Linked DNA regions of Astyanax mexicanus: region 2 is linked to region 1. Evidence: chromatin contacts called from public Hi-C data. All regions are on one chromosome and are shown on one strand. The core of a region is the stretch at or near the end of the contact, and the rest is flanking DNA. Distances in the headings are between cores, read along the strand shown. Region 1 overlaps erc1b (ELKS/RAB6-interacting/CAST family member 1b). Region 2 holds the start of erc1b (ELKS/RAB6-interacting/CAST family member 1b).

Evidence for each region. Hi-C and Micro-C count contacts between places; a contact is called where the count stands out from the background.
Region 2: a Hi-C map of muscle shows a contact between it and region 1, with 5 times the contacts expected there. The contact joins the promoter of erc1b here to the enhancer-like site in region 1. A contact is called at or near these places in 2 of 3 Hi-C or Micro-C datasets (both in muscle).

The regions. Positions count from the first base shown.
Region 1 is chr2:5,178,083-5,181,625 of AstMex3_surface, forward strand. erc1b (ELKS/RAB6-interacting/CAST family member 1b) reads right to left here. Exons shown (of 21, transcript XM_049475044.1): 4 at 1,624-1,698; 5 at 1-124. Among protein-coding and RNA genes, the nearest start is that of LOC125799095, 15 kb to the right of the region's middle. Within about 2 kb of position 1,864, the one cell type or tissue checked has an H3K27ac peak away from gene starts, as active enhancers do.
Region 2 is chr2:5,266,284-5,269,826 of AstMex3_surface, forward strand. erc1b (ELKS/RAB6-interacting/CAST family member 1b) reads right to left here and starts at 1,579. Exons shown (of 21, transcript XM_049475044.1): 1 at 1,382-1,579. It overlaps ninj2 (ninjurin 2), which reads right to left. Exons shown (of 4, transcript XM_007233871.3): 3 at 3,208-3,386; 4 at 2,544-3,086. The coding sequence ends at 3,238.

The DNA.
Region 1 (3,543 bases), core at 614-3,113:
AGACCTCCATCTGCTTCATCTCCTCCTCCCTCTCCTCCGTGCTCAAAGCTCCATTCGACTTCAGCATCTGCACTTCCTCCTCCATATCCCTCAGACTACGCTCCAGAGAACTGATCTTAGAGTCCTGGAGGTGAAGAAAGAGGGATAAAAAAGAGGAATTAAAGCAAATAGAGAAAAGTTTCTGAAGCAGTTTCTCTGATTTTGCTATTTATAGGTTTATGTTTGAGTGAAATGAACATTGTTGTTTTATTCTATAAACTACAGACAACATTTCTCCCAAATTCCAAATAAAAATATTGTCATTTAGAGCATTTATTTATAGCAGAAAATGAGAAATGGCTGAAATAACAAAATAAAAAGATGCAGAGCTTTCAGACCTCAAATAATGCAAAGCAAAAAGTTCATATTAATAAAGTTTTAAGAGTTCAGAAATCAATATTTGGTGGAATAACCCTGGTTTTTAATCACAGTTTTTATGCATCTTGGCATCACGTTCTCTCCTCCACCAGTCTTACACACTGCTTTTGGATAACTTTATACCTTTACTCCTGGTGCAAGCTGTTCAGTTTGGTTTGATGGCTTGTGATCATCCATCTTCCTCCTTATTATATTCCAAGAAACTTATCATTTTTAAGTGGTCTCTTATATTTTTTTCTAGAGCTGTATTTTGTAAAACACAGTAATCAATATGTTACAGCCTAAGAACGTTTCTATTCATTATTATGACAAAGTAGTTTTCGGATGTCTTTGTTTCATTTTGTGTATTATTTGGTTTAGTTAGTATTGGTTTCGCACTGCAATTTAGTGAGAATACTAAGGACCTTTACTACATTTAAAAACAGAGTTTTGTAAAAAGGGTATTTTATCCCATTATAACAGCAGGATCTGAAGACAGAGTACAACACTGCTTTCTAGTGGTCAGGCTTAAACACTTAAATCTTGTAATCTGTAAATCTTTACAGATAAATAATAAAATGTTAAACTAATAAAATGAGCTGTTAAGGACATTGATTTTTACATCCTTAAGTAAAGTAAAAGTAAAGTAAGGGGAAAAAATAAAGCCATTATTTTTTTTAAAGCTATAAATGACTATAATGTTAAAATATGAAAATGTTGATGTTGATAATATAATTTGGGATGCACTAGACTGTTCCCTGTCTGTTTCTTCTGCATATATATATATATATATGTCCCCATATATGAAAATGAATGTATTTTAGTAGCTACAATGTAAATATATTAAAGTTAAAGTTTAGTTGGACTGGAGTTTGTCTGGAGTTCTCTTGAGTCTCTGCACGGATCATCTTCATACTAGACTACATACATCTGCTATGTTCTTGCTGGAGTGTGTGATGTGCAGGTATGATGGATAAACTGTGTATAAACCAATAGGGAGTCAGAATGGTATATTTAAATTTCTCTACATCCAATCAGAATCAGATCTGGATGGAGAGATTTATCTGGATAGGGTTTTTTATTGAACGACGAGAAGCCGGAATGAAAACTAAAAACTAAGAAAATGTAAGGAGTAGAAAGTTCAGATAATTGTGAGAAAATGTAAAATAATTACTCCAGTAAAGTATATTTAATCAACATTTCTACTTAAATAAAGTAAATACTTGCCTTCATCTCAATAACAGTCTGCAGGGCTTTGGTTTTGGCAGACTCCGGCGCTCCCTCAAAGCGTCTGTGGAGGTCCTGAGGAGAAAACACAAGACGAGGGTCATAAGAAGAAGAAGTTGTGGCCACAGGAAAATGATGCCTGTCCATGTTACCGTCCCACATCCTCCCAGCTCAGCCCCGGTACTGTGCAGTGCTCTCTCCAGGTTCTGAGCCTCCTCTCCTCCAGCTGCCTGCTTTTAGATGCTCCAATGACATCACATTATAGAGAACACTACACAGGCCCAGACGGCAGTCTGCTCTTACGCTTTCTTTCTTTTAGTGTCGTGCATTTGCGCCTCACTGAGTCTCTTATGATGAGGATAATGTAGCCAGCAACCCACAAAGAGAGCTAATGCAACTACAGCAGCCTGTGCTACCCGGGGCAATTACACAGCACAACCCTGATGATACTTAATGATGAATATATTTATACACACACAGAGACTGATGTGCGGAGGAGGAATCAGAAAGCATGGAGGAGGAGTCGCTGCTGGTGCTTGAGGACCATCACATGCAACTATAGCATGATGCATCAGCAATTCACAGCAATTCAAATTAGAGCTGCTGCAAACAGGGTTCATACACTTTTCAACCAATACATTTCCATGATTTTTTTTAAAATTAGTTTTCCATGCCTTCAAGGCAAATTTTCACGAGCATAGGTTTTCTAAAACATCAGAACAGACATAGAGAATAAAACCAAAAATCAACTAAAACTAGGGGTGAAACGATTACTCGAGTAATTTTAGTTACTCGCTTAAAAAAAAAAAAAAAAGATCCAGTAACTTTCTATACCTCGAGTAATCGTTTATTTAATTACAAAAACTCAGCGCGTAGTATTTTAATGCGACAACACGCTTAGCGTTACGTCACCCGTGCACAGGAAGAAGGAGGAGGAGTCAGAGGAGTTTTTTTGCTGAGAAGTAGTGAGAATGAGCGAACGTACGAGGGAAAAGGGCAATAATAATGGAGCATTTTAGGCTGGACAGTGTGTATTCACTCTCGCCTCCCACAACAGCACTTCTTTAATGCTGCACCGTCTCAGCCGAGGACACGTTAGCGGTGGAGCCGAGAGAAGGTAAAAAAAAAAAACGTATAACAAATCAATGAGATTAACATTTATGTAACAAAATAACAGAACGGCAGCGCTGTGGAGCGCTGATTATTATTAACACTGTCTAATGTGTGTGTTTAGTTTATTAGAACAGAGACAATTTCTCCACTTAATACAGGCTTGACGTAATCAGTAAACACAGCGCTGAGGAGTTAAGAATAAACACATGTTAAAATTAATTTGGCTGTAAACAATATGCTTAATGACAAACTGGCAACATCTCTGCTGTTCAGAAGTAATGCAAATGTTTATGCCTTTTTTTATTGATTAATGCACTATAGTTTTGATACTTACAAGAAATCCTTGTTGAAAATAATTTAATGTTATAAATTTAAAAATATAACTTATCTAAAATAGGAAACCAATTGGTCATTGATTATTAAATGTCTTTTTTTTTCTTATGATTTTTGTTTTTTACAAATATGGCTTATCCGATTACTTGATCCGATTTTTCAGTAAAAAACATGATTAATAAAATAATCGATAGCTGCAGTCCTAAACTGAAACTATAATCAAAATTTACAGTAGACCTAAAATGAATGATAAAAATCTTAAATCATAAAATGTGTCATATTCTGAGAGATCCATTATGTAGGCTTAAAGTACTAAATTAACTCTGAGCTGATGTATTTGTTTAAAAAGCTCAACATAGTTTTTCTCCAAAACTCGAAAGATTTGAAGACCAAATTTTCATGTTTTTTTTTTTTTTTTCAAAACTTTCTGGGTATTTTTATTTTTTGAAGACCTGGAAATTACTATTTTCAAAT
Region 2 (3,543 bases), core at 329-2,828, 88 kb after region 1:
GATAATCCTGCTCTTTAGTGAAGAACAGAAGAAAAGGAAAGTGTTAACCTGTGAAGCCAGGTTTTAGCTGGGTTTTAGGTGGTCTTAACTGGTCTTTGATGGCCAAAGTGGTTGAAAAGCTGCAAATTCAGTGAAAGACATACATTATATACTGATAAACTTGCTGTTAACCAACGTAGGTTAATATATTTTATTTATATTTAATCACACTTGGCTATGCTGGTTGATTAGCTTGCTTAGATTGAATGAACACACACTTGTAGACCAGCTTTACCATCAAACTCAAAGGGAAAAACACATTATGCTAGTCAAAAGAGCTGTTAAATGAATACAAAATTCAGAAATATAGCTTATAGCAAATGTCTGTTCCAATATATAACCTGTTGAATCGTCCGAAATCAGTGGACAAGAGTGGAGAGTAGCACACAAGGCTACTACTATACTAAAATGCTAATGGGAGGGGTTCTTGAAACCATTACTAAGCAGGATAAAAGTCTTTTTTTTTGAGTCAGGATGCATCTCGACTAAAAGAAAATAGATTATATAATACAACTTACTTGTTTAATACAATATAAAGCTGAGATAACTGTAGTTTTAGCTAGATTAAAACCTAAACTACTCAACTGTTCAACTTCAACGTGTCAACACTGCTGAGTAACTAACTAACGTTAACTAAGCAAACTACTAGAGCTAAAAGATGCTGAGTAAGCAAGAAAACAACTACTTTACACCATAAATATCCTTGTTATGAAGTGTTTAAAGCCTAAATTACGCTTAGATATCCTTAATTTAGTGAAGAAAAGGGAGAAAATAGAAAAAAGATAAGCAGAAAGCAGCTAAAAGCCCCTGAAACTGAACCGAGCACCCTTTGAAAAGGCTGCTGCTGCTTCCTTTGAGCTAACGTTACTCCAGATTTAACAACTAAAAGCTACAGGCTACAAGACACGGAATCGTCCACAAAACAGCCCCCCAGTTCATGACACGACCCCAGCTTTAGCTTAAAAGCTACCTAGCAGAAGATACACGAAAGGGAGCAATTAAAGGAGACACCTATGCCCTGCTGGAGATCTTTTTTCTCCGCTTTTCCCTCCTCCCGATCCTCCCGTTCCTCCATTACTCGAGCAACAGAGCATTTCACAACCAGTCTCGCACTGTAGCTGAACGAACTGAGCCCCGTTCACGAGAAATACACTTTCTACAGCTGTTTAAACGCCAACAAAGGCGTTTCCTCTGTTAAAAACGCGCGACAGTAGCCTCCAAACGACTATAGCTCTATATCTGAGTAGCTACAGGACTAATCAACCTCACTATAGCTGTCTGTATACAGCTACTAACCTAACCTAGCCATCCCCATTAAAAACACTTTAAAAAGCGCTTTTACCTTCTCACAGATCCGGTTCATCCGGTTCACACAGCAGCCCAAACCCGTTCCTCTCCTCCCGCACGCGCCGTTATAAGTTATAAATCCGTTAAACGGAGAAAAATCTTCTTTTCCACTACTTGTTTCTTTCCTCCCTCTCTCGCCAGCACTACCAGCAGCTCCCCGAGCCTGGGCGCTTCAGTGACGTAAGGACTCGGGATGCGCGCTCCCGCTGCTCATTAAAGGCGGCCGACTCCTGAGTGATTCAGTTCATCTGAGTCGATTCTTTACAATAGAACAGGATCAAGAGGAGTCAAGAGTACAAATTTTCTTTTCTTTTTAAAAATATTAAACTTTATTTATATGCAATGCAATTACAGAATATATGCTTTTCATGTTCAATTTAAATAATTAATAATAAATTAAAACACTGAATATTAACATTAATGAACCTCCGAGTCTTTCGCCTGAATCGGTTCTTTTCAATACAACAGGATCAAGGAGTCAAAATTCTAAATTTTCTTTTCTTTTATTATCTGCAATGCAATTCCAAAATATAAGCTCTCCATGTTTAATAAAAAAAATCATAACACTCTTAGTATTAAACAATAATGAACTTTCGAGTCTTTCGTCTGAACTGGTTATTTTCAACGGAACAGGTTAAAGGAGTCAAGAGTTCAACTTTTATTTTTTATTTTTAACATTAATTATCTGCAATGCAATTTTAAAATATAAGCTTTCTATCTTTAATAAAAAACTGCTAATATTACATATTAATAAACAAGTCTTTCGTCTGAATCTATTCTTTTCAACAAAACAAAAGCTTCTAGCTTTTCTTATTTTTTTATTTTCTAACATTAATTGTCTACAATTTATATGGAGACTTGATTACACACAGGTGGATTCTATTTATCACTATCAGTCATTTAGGTCAACATTGGATCATTCAGAGATCCTCACTGAACGTCTGAAGTGAGTTTGCTGCGTTGAAAGTAAAGGGGGCTGAATAATATTGCACGCCCCACTTTTCAGTTTTTTATTTCTAAAAAAAATATATAATATCCAATAAATTTCGTTCCACTTCACGATTGTGTCCCACTTGTTGTTGATTCTTCACAAAAAAATAACAATTTCATAGTGAATAAATTACAGTGCAAGAAAATATAATGGAAACTGTACATGATCACACTGATAAATAATGTTTAATCAATTTGTCACCAAATGTTTAAGACTCAAGACACTTCATTATACATAACATATTATATTTTATTTATTTTAATAATTTAAATGTGAGAATAAACAAATAAATCTGAATTCTAGGTGGGGTATAATGCTGATTCTCATTCATTAGCATTGAAAGTTTATAAAATGTCTTTATTATTTTCAGGAAGAAAATAAAAAAAATCTTTACAATGTTGTTAAATATAAAATCTTGTCTGAATTAATGTTAAGAATAAATTGTGATTAAAACAACAGACAAACAATACTGGCAACAAACAGAGCAAAGGAAATTCAAGCATCGTAACTTAAAAATAGATAAAATAAATAAAGCTTGTGATAATGAGTTTGAGCTGTCATGTAGCAAAATATTAAAATCATGCATTTACTAGAAGCTATTATATTTTTGTTCTAAGTATAATAAAGAGGAGCATTTATGCATTAAAGTTTCTTTTCTTCTGGCTGGGTTGAAGGTTGGGCTCCAGAGTTCTCTGTTGGAATGGAGGTCCTGTTAACATACACAAGCACAATTAACATACATGATAAATGCACTCTCAGATTTATTGCCACAATGCACAGCTCATTTACATATTCATGATGGTAATAACTACTGCAAGGCCTTCACCCACAAGATGACGTGATTTCAGCCGGTGGTGAGCTCACTGCTGGGGGTAGAGGCCTGTCTTCTGCACACCGAAAGCAGTGATGAAGATGTTGATGATGACTGTGAGGAAAACCAGCACTGTAGCCACGTTATTGATGATGTCCAGCTTCCTCTGATTGGCGACGTTATTAAGATCTTTACGCGCTGATGAGAGAAAAAGGACAGAGAGGGTTTAAGTTCACTGATTTTATTGAACTTTCCATTATTTCTGAAGTATGTGTGCAAACATATAATAATACAAATTGTTTGATGTTTAATTTACTGACAAAGTATCATGTCCCATGACTTTAGCCATGTCCCA